Regions from separate parts of the Mus musculus genome. Here region 1 is linked to region 2. A link is a contact called in public Micro-C data. All regions are on one chromosome and are shown on one strand. Each heading gives the region's core, a stretch centred on a gene start, on an enhancer-like site or on the middle of the called end of the contact. The rest is flanking DNA. Distances are from core to core; before and after follow the strand shown.

Region 1 (4,306 bases), core at 1,382-3,881, 170 kb before region 2:
AGAAAGGCACACTCTGTGTTAAGGATGCACATCTGTGGGCGGTATACACCATGTCTGCTTCAAACATCATTGCCTGGAGATTGATTGGTCACAATAATCCCAGCTGGTTACTGGAGAAATTTTTGTTTGTAGTAAACAGAAGGTTTAGGGTAGACTTGACAAATGTCTCTTTTTCTTCTGGGCAGCTAGCTAGAATCAGCAGTTCTATTACTGAAGGAGGGGCGATGAGGAGGAGTCTCTGCCAAAGAGAGTTAGCTGCGTGAACCTGGCAGTGACAGAGAGAAGCGTGTCCGAAGAGGCCCTCAACCCGTCAGGACTTTTAGTATGGTTTAATGGCTCCCAGTTTCCTGGCAGGTCATCGCCCTGAGAAAAAGAGTACACTTGGGGCTAGGTGTGGTGGACTCAGGATGCAGAGGTAGGGGGCTCTCTGTGAATTCCAGGCCAGCCAAGATGACATAATAAAGCTCTGTCAAGAAAAAAAAAAAGAGATTCAGGGAGCAGAACAGGTTAGTGTCCCCACAGAGTTAGAGGCCTTTGAGCCTCACAGATAAAAGGGCCTGGACTCAGGAGACAGTTCCAGGCTTCAGATCGGCACTGGAAACTGTGGGCCTGTTGGTGGAAGCGGGACCTCTTATGAAGGTGAACAAGGAGACCTTAGTGCTAGGAGGGAAGGGGTGGGGTGTGGATGTGGAGTACAACCCTGAGGACCCAGGAAGGCAACCACCTTCATTTTATGACTTTCTGTCTTTGGTGTCCCTTTGGGGATGTTGCCTCCTTGTCTCATGGCCTGAAAAAACCATATGCCCTTTTCTCCCATACCAGAGTTGGAGGGGGGTCCATCCCTACAGACCCACTCTACCACTGGGGGTTCCATCTCACACTCATGGAGTAGCAAAGGGATCTGATCTCTGGGTGGGGTGGTCAGCCTCGGCTTAGACTTTGACTGTTGTAGCCTGGGACAGAGAGGCTTTGGAGCAGAGCCGAGTTAAGTCCGCCTTGTTCCCAAGTGTGTCCCCGTGTCCCAGTCTACCCTCTGATGTAGCTCAATATTTCCCCAATATGTTCTTTCTTGTTTGCTTGCGGAGCTACAGTTGGTGTCTGTTAATTACAGACAAAAGGAGCCAGCGAAGGAAAGAAACAACCGACCAGGACTTCAGATAGAAGGGGCACTGTGGAGGAGGCATGGAGGAGTGACAGGGACTGGGAGAGGGACCTTTGAAAAGGAACCAAGGCAGTATATCCTGAAGGAAGGGGTGGCCAGCGATGTCGATTTGTATTTTAAAAATGTCCAACATGTCTATATAAACCCAGGAACTGAAACCAGGGAGACAGAGCCGTTAGCAATGATTTACACTGGGGCTTTGGGGGCGGCTTTGAAAGATCTTAGTTTCAAAGAACAGGGACTCAACTCATATGTGGTGGAGACAACAATAGGGGCCAGTGTGTGTGTGTGTGTGTGTGTGTGTGTGTGTGTGTGTGTGTGTGTATGTATTTATTGGTTTCTGCCACTGAGAAGTTCAGGGGTGGGTCTGTCTTTGGCACAGCCTGGACAATATGTCGTCAGGACTTTGGCCTCTGTTGTCCTGTGTGGACTTCCTTCTTTGGCATAATGTCCCCCAGGCAAAGCTCCTAACAGTTACACACACACACACACACACACACACACACACACACACACCTATTCAGCAGCTTTAGAATGGAAAGCTAGTCTTTGTTCCCAGTGGCTTCAGGAAAATCCTGGGACTGCCTTTGATTGGCCAGGGTTGGTCATATGTCCTTTCTGAGCCAGTCACTGTGGTCAAAATGTGCTGGCACTTGAATGGCCAGGTGTAAATCCTATGTCGTGTTATCCCCCTCCCACTCCACCCCCCCACCCCCCAAGGCAGAGTCAGCTCCAGCTAAGCTGCTTTTATTGAGGAGGGCGAGTCCCAGGCACAAAAATGAAATCTGTAGGTTTCCAAGAAAGAGTTCAATGACAATCACATGTAGATGACAGGGCCATTTCTGAAGGGCATGGGCAAGGCCTACTGAGTCACCCTTTCCCAAAGCGGTGAGCATGGGGCAGATAAGACTGTACTTTGAATACTAGAGGTGCCCTTGGGACAAGCTAGTGGGAAATTGGCATAGTTGGTGGTGGCTTAGTAGTTTCCAAGCCGAGACTTGCCATTTGCTTTATTACTTAATTTTTGAAAAAAAAAAAAAAAGTATGTGCCTCAGTTTCCCTCCTGAGAACTGGGCTGATATAGGGATGGTGTTTATTTCTTAGGGATCATCTACCATAAGGGGTTGGCTCCCTTCCTGGGAAAGTCGAGGAAGGTTTGCTATTAGTGTGGTGGCCTTGATCTTCCAGGGTTGACTGCCCTTGAGTCCTGTGTAGTTACATCCCCAGGACTGGCCCCAGAACTCAGTAACATGTTGCCTATAGGCAATATTCTGCCTATAGGGATGGAAGGAAGAAGGGAGACCCTGTTAGTGGGGTGTGGTCATGGGGGAATCCTGACGGGGCTGGGTCAAAGCTAATGCGGAGCATGACAGAAAGGCAGATAGATGGTGGAGAGGGGACAGGAGGGCCTGGCCTTCTCGCCAGATGGCTGATTTGCCTAGAGCCAGCAGGGGTCACTGCAGATCTAAGTAACTTTAGCAAGGTAGTGGGCCTCTTGCATCATTACCTGTCTGCATAGCCAGGGTGCAGGACCAGTTCTGGACAGGTGCTTGAGGTTTGCCTCATGTAGTTGAAAGTGACTATCTTGGTCATCTGGCCCTGATGTCCTTGTAGGCCTCCACAGCTGCCTGAGCTCATGGCCTACTGAGCCCAGCTTCCAGCAGGACCTGGAAAGTCTCTAGGGATGCCTTCTATAGAAGCCACCTGGGCCCAAGGCATCTCTCTTCTTGTTCTGGCTCAGCAGGTTGGTAACCAAGGATAGGAAACGTGTAAACCTCATTTTATCAAGGTCCCCTGAGTTTATCTGCACCTGTGTTGCCACAAATGCTTAGCGAAACACCAGTTTACAGTCCTATCTGGGTTAGAGGGCATGTGGGTCCTAGGGAGGTTCATGTCTCAACTGCACCCCTCCCCCACTTACTATAAAGTAGAGTGAAACATGTTTCCTCTAAGATAATGCAAAGAACAAGTGCACAGAGAATGATGTAATTGTATTCTAATAAAAATTATTATTTAAAAAAGTGCACAGAAGAAAATTTCCTTCCCTAAGCTTGACAGAGGGGCTCAGTTCTTCTGGAAGAGTTCCAACAGAAAAGGCCCCCTTAGGACAGGTGGGATGGCTCAGAGGGCAAAGGTGCTTCATGCCAGGTCTGACCAACTGAAGTGCAAGACCCAGAACACACATGATGGGAGAACTGACCAGATTAAAACTAATGTGTGTAATAAAATAAGAAAAGCTCATTTAGAAGTCCTCTCATCTAACGCCCCGTCTCTGCTTTCATTAAAAAAGAAAGGTTGGTAGGGGTTTGAGGAAACTAACTCGCACTGAGGGTGGGGACATCTGGACCGTCGTGGTAGAAGGAAGGAAGCAGGCTCCCAAATGTGAGCTCCTGAGGTTCCATAGCAAGCAAGGCACTGGGAGAGCTCCCAGCCCCTGGCTCCCAGCCAGGAGTCTTCACCCCACCCCACCCTACCCCACCTCCCTCCCCCAAACACACACTCTCTACCCGTCCATCCTCCGGGTCTGGATGCCAAAAGTCTGGAATAGAGCCTGTGCCCTATACACACAAGGCTGCGGTTTCCTCTGTGTGACCCGCAGGCTACCCGGAGGGTGTGGGTGTCGAGCGCGCGCACCAAGGTTGTGTAACAAGCTCCCGGCTTGTGTGCACGCGCTGTGTAACCTGATGCAACAGGGAAGTTTGCGGTCCCGTGAGCTGGGGTGTGGGCGCTTGGCTGGTGGCCAAACCACAAGGACTATTTGACTTACGGCTGTGGAGGAGGCTGCGTTTGGGGGTCGTGGGGCTGTCTACGTCAGGGCTTGTCTGGCTTGCATTGCCCACATCCTGGTCCTTGTGGGCACAGGACTGGGAATGGGGCTGCCTGGTCAGGTGGTGTTGGGGAGAGACTAGTAGACAAGGAATGGTCCCATGTTAGCATGCTGTTGTGACGGGTGGAGAACCGGCTGACTTCCGCCCTGCCCTCGGTGTTTTCCAAGAGCTAACTCTCCTGCCAGTTCCACCTATCTGTCCTGCAGACCTGCACCTCTTACCTCAGATTCAAGTCTTTCTTCTATGCAGCAGTATCTGTCTTTCCTTCCTCTAGCCACTGGAGACCTACATCCCTGTCTCTGTGGACTAGGCTTTC
Region 2 (4,419 bases), core at 44-2,543:
AAGAGACTGAGTTTCAGGGAAGCCGAGGTCAGTCAGTTAAGTGGGCCTAGAAAGGGCAATGAGTGGTTCATTTTGCAGATGGGGAAGTAGAGGCAGGCAGCAAATGAAGGCAGGACCTGAGCTTCTACTCTAAGCTGTTTCTTCTAACCCACAGCACAGGATAACTTTCTCTGCTTACACACTGTATAAATGTAGTTTTAGAGCCACCTGCCTTTCACGGGGGACTCAGAGAGGCCTGGGGGGCAGCTCTGGGGAGCTGAGCCTGTATTAGTTGTCACAGTGCTTCATCTGGCAACCATGGCTTCAGAGTTTATTTGGCCCACAGTTGACAGTGTGGCCTGTCACAGCAGGGACAGCACGGCAGCAGGAGCTTGAGAACTCTGGTCACCTCGCACACACACGTTCAGGAAACAGAAACAAATACTGGCCCTCACCCCATTTTCTTTTTTCTTTAGTCTAGGACCCCAACCCCCAGGGTGGTACCTGCCGTCCATGTTCATGGATCTTCCTACCTCAGTGAACCCCATCAAAAACCCCCGTACTGACAACACCCAGTGGCTTGTCTCCTGGGTGATTTTAGATCCTGGTTAAGATGGCAATCAGTGTGAACTGTCACAGAGCTCAGGTTACAGGGAAGCCCAGGAAACAGCTCTGGCTGTCCTAGAGTTGCTTTATAGACAAGGTTGACCTTGAACTCACAGAGATAAGCCTGCTTCTGCCTCCCAAATGCTGGGATTAAAGGTGTGTGACACCACACCCAGCCTCCCTCATGCATTTTTTTAAAAAGAGATTTTTAAAGTTGTGTGTGTGTGTGTGTGTGTGTGTGTGTGTGTGTGTATGAGTGTGCTCACACACTGGCACGTATGTGCGTACATGCACATTTGTCTTTCTGTGGATATGTGCTTTTGAGCACAGATGTAGGAGAAGACCAAAGGCATCAGCTTCCTTGGGGCTGGAGGTCCAGACAGTCACAGCCCCCATGTGAGTGTTGGGAGCTGGCTTCTGGTCCTCGGCAAGGGCAACAGTGCCCTTAACCACTGAAAGATCAGTGTAGTCCTCCTGCACCTTTGTGCCAGGTCAAGTGGACAGCTGTGCCTCTGGCTTCCAGAAGTGGGAACAACAAGAGAAGACACTCTCCTGGGAGTTCCCTGGACCCACCCTCCTCCCCGAGGGGAGTGAGTAGTTCTTAGCATCACATGGGGAGCAACACCATCTCACAGTGCACTCTCCTTCCATGGTCTCTCTGCTGCTCCCGAGCCTGCCTAGCTCTGACTCACAGCTCTCTGAGTCCTTGATCCGGGCCTACCATTCCCATGGCCCCGGGGACTTCCAGGATTAGTGTCCCTGCCTGGGATCTGTGTTTTGTCTATCAAATATGCTGCCTTTATTTAGTGCTGATCCGTTTGCCCATTTTACTAATGAGGAGCTGTCCGTGGCCGAGATAATGTGTGTTTCCAAGCACTTTTGAGAAAGTGCCAGCTAAGGGCAGAGATCTGACACTTGAGTCGGAGGCTGTGACTCAACATGGGACCAGGTGAGATCTGCAGAAGCATGTTTGTAGTATTGGGAAGAGCTGGGTGGGACGCCCTTAACATTGCAGGCTCATCAGGGCTAGGAACCCATGCTGGAGGTGCCCAGAGAAACCACATGATACAAGTATGCCAGACACATATGTCTGCCTGCATGCATGGATACATGCACACACTTAATATTTGTGTTCCAGAAGACTGGACAGGCGAGGGAGATGAGAGTCACTGGTTGAACATCTTAACTGGTTCTGGGGTTGTGGCCTCCCAACCCAGGCCTTTGCTCTGAGAGTTGGGAGCTTATAACCCTCAGATAATTCTGGTTGAGTTTAAGGGTTGAACTCTTAGGTCCAAGGAAGGCCATGCCTGACATGTGTTACAAGCAGGTGATTTGCAGTGACCAAAGTAGTTGGGGGCTGCTGTTGCTTAAGCATCCACGCCAAACTCATGTTGAAATTTAGTCCCCACAGGGAGGCATTTAGAGGTGAGGCTGGAGGCACAGGAGAGGTAGTGGGCCTGGGTTTAGGGCCTTAGCACCCACGTAAAAAGCTGTGTGTGGCTGTATGTTCCTATAATCCCAGCATGGAGGGGAACAGAGACAGGAGGAGACCTGGAGCTTGCAGCCAGCCAGTCTAGCTAATCAGAGAACTCCAAGTTCAGTGAGAGACCTTGACTCAATACTATAAAGTATAGAGTGATTGGGGAAGACACTTGATATGAACTTCTGGTCTCCACATGCACATACGCTCACGTGCATGTATGTGCATGCACATGTGCATGTGTGAGTACACACACACACACACACACACACACACACACACACACACACACGAGGTAGAGCAGGCTGGGCTTTAAGAGGTTACTGGCCAGAGGGTGCATTCAGGGACTTCCATGCAGGGTAACTTCACACAGTCAGAGTAGCAGGGAGCGACAGGCTTCAGGCAGCCTCGAGCCTAGTACATTTTGCCTTCAACTCACTTGTAGGATTTATTTTTGCTAGCATATTTACTTAAATCTGGCTTCAGCTAGTGTTAAAATTAGCAAGCATTCCTTAAGAAGGTGCCCCAGCAGATGGGAGACACTTAGAAGCGAGCCTGGAACTGGAGGAAGTTTGCCTGAGAGGCAGCACCAGTCACAGATTATCCCTAATGGGTGTCCCCATGGAGTCTGAGAACCCAGAGTCTCTCTGGCAGGTTCCAAGGAAGGTGGCAGGGCTGATGTAATAGATAAAGATGAGGAAAGCTTCCAGGATCCAGTTCATTGATTCAGAAAGACGGTGGGGGCGGGGGCTGGCTGGGTGGTAGAGCTCTCGCTGCTCAGTTGAGAGATCTCTTTCTTATTCAGTGTGCAAGAAGGCCTGGGTTGGATCCTCAGCGCTAAGCAAACTGGGTGTGGGAACACGAGTCTTTAATCCCAGCACTGGAGATAGACGTAAGACAATCAGAGGTTCAGAGTATTGAGAAAAAGAAAAAAAGAAAAGAAGAAGAAGAAAAAAAAAACAGGCAAAAACTCACAAGAGCTGGTCTTGGCCAGCTCCTTGGTTTTATAGACAAATTGCAGCTCGGAGCAGAAGGTGACTTGTCCCAATCCCACAGCCAACAAACCACAGACCAAGAGCTGAGTGTACATTGCACGATTTCCAGTCCTTGGTCCCCTTCTGCCTCTGTGCTTATGAGAGCGGGCATCCCTTGGGACTCTTCCCGCTATGAGTGAGAGGCATCGGCTGAGAAGGCAGGGATAAACGGGCCTGGAGAGGGTGGGGTTGAGTGGACACGGGATTCTTTGGCCCTCTGCTTCCTAGCAGGCTTCTTCTAGCTGGTCTCAGTATATTTATCTGTAAAATGGAGAGCTTGGCTCTCGTGGGCTGGCCAAGGCAAGACATATCAGACCAGAGCATTCTTTCTTGGCCACTGAGACCTCAGAGATGGGGTAGAGCCAGGGTCAGGCAGTGGAAAGCCGTGGCTCCAAGACCGGGAGGCGCCTGGTCCAGGGTGGAGGTGGGGGCAGAGAGCGGCAGAGTTAGCGCAGTGCCTTCCACCCCAGCTATTTTTACCCCCAGAGCACTGGACTGCAAGAGGCCTGACTAAAAATACCAGCAGCCTGTCCTGAACATCCTTTCCCCAGAGAGGCGGGTGAAGGCTGGCAAGAAGAGGCTGTGGCACTCAGCTTTCTCCGTCCTTAGATTGGGATGCCTTGGGGGCATTCGGGAAATGGACCCTTCCCTCTGAAGAGCTTCAGAGTGGAGAGAGCCAAAGAAAAAGGTTGCTTTTGTCCAGCAATCCCCTTCAGCCCTGTTTGCGCACATCCACATTTTAAAAACCCAGTGTAATTAGTCTGCTGCAGTTTCGTATTTTGCTTCCACCACCGGTTATTTCATAAATATTTGATGTTACCGTGTAGCCTCGCATTTGCCATTTTAATGGCTGCGTAATATTCCATCTCAGACCCTTTCTGTTCCCTAATTGCTGGACCTTTGAGGGCTTCCAATTTGCCCTTCTTTTAAATAAGGCTTCCATGGACATCTTCGGGCATGTGGCTTTTTCCTTCTTATTAATTATTTCTGTAAGATAAGTGCTTGGGCTGGCGGGTTAGGCTGTGTCGGTGCTATTTGATGTGGCTTGCCAAATTGCTTCAGAAGTTCGCAAGGGAGGGTGTAATATAAAGATACAGCTCATGCCTGAGCCAAACAGGCTTCAGGGAAATCAGAGCAGGGCGCCAACAGGCGCTGCCTCCAGCCCCGGGCCTTCCTTTTCTCTTCTGCTTCCCCTCCTCCCCTCTCCTGGCTCTCTTATTTTTCCTTTTGAGACTTAGTTCTCATGCATCCCAGACTGGGTGGTACTCACTTTATACCTAAAGATGACCTTGAACCTCTGGTCCTCTTCCTCTGCCCTCA

Evidence for each region. Hi-C and Micro-C count contacts between places; a contact is called where the count stands out from the background.
Region 1: a contact with region 2 is called in a Micro-C map of trophoblast stem cells, with 1.8 times the contacts expected there. The contact joins two enhancer-like sites. A contact is called at or near these places in 2 of 484 Hi-C or Micro-C datasets (the N1E-115 cell line and trophoblast stem cells) and 4 of 115 datasets of contacts at active chromatin or transcription factors (all in embryonic stem cells).

The regions. Positions count from the first base shown.
Region 1 is chr17:46,073,621-46,077,926 of GRCm38.p6, reverse strand. No RefSeq gene overlaps it. Among named protein-coding and RNA genes, the nearest start is that of Mrps18a, 35 kb to the left of the region's middle. Within about 2 kb of position 2,631, at least 208 of the 459 cell types and tissues checked have an H3K27ac peak or open chromatin away from gene starts, as enhancers often do. A contact at or near this core is called in the N1E-115 cell line and trophoblast stem cells, where this site is marked.
Region 2 is chr17:45,902,640-45,907,058 of GRCm38.p6, reverse strand. No RefSeq gene overlaps it. Among named protein-coding and RNA genes, the nearest start is that of Gm41584, 20 kb to the right of the region's middle. Within about 2 kb of position 1,293, at least 16 of the 459 cell types and tissues checked have an H3K27ac peak or open chromatin away from gene starts, as enhancers often do. A contact at or near this core is called in the N1E-115 cell line and trophoblast stem cells, where this site is marked.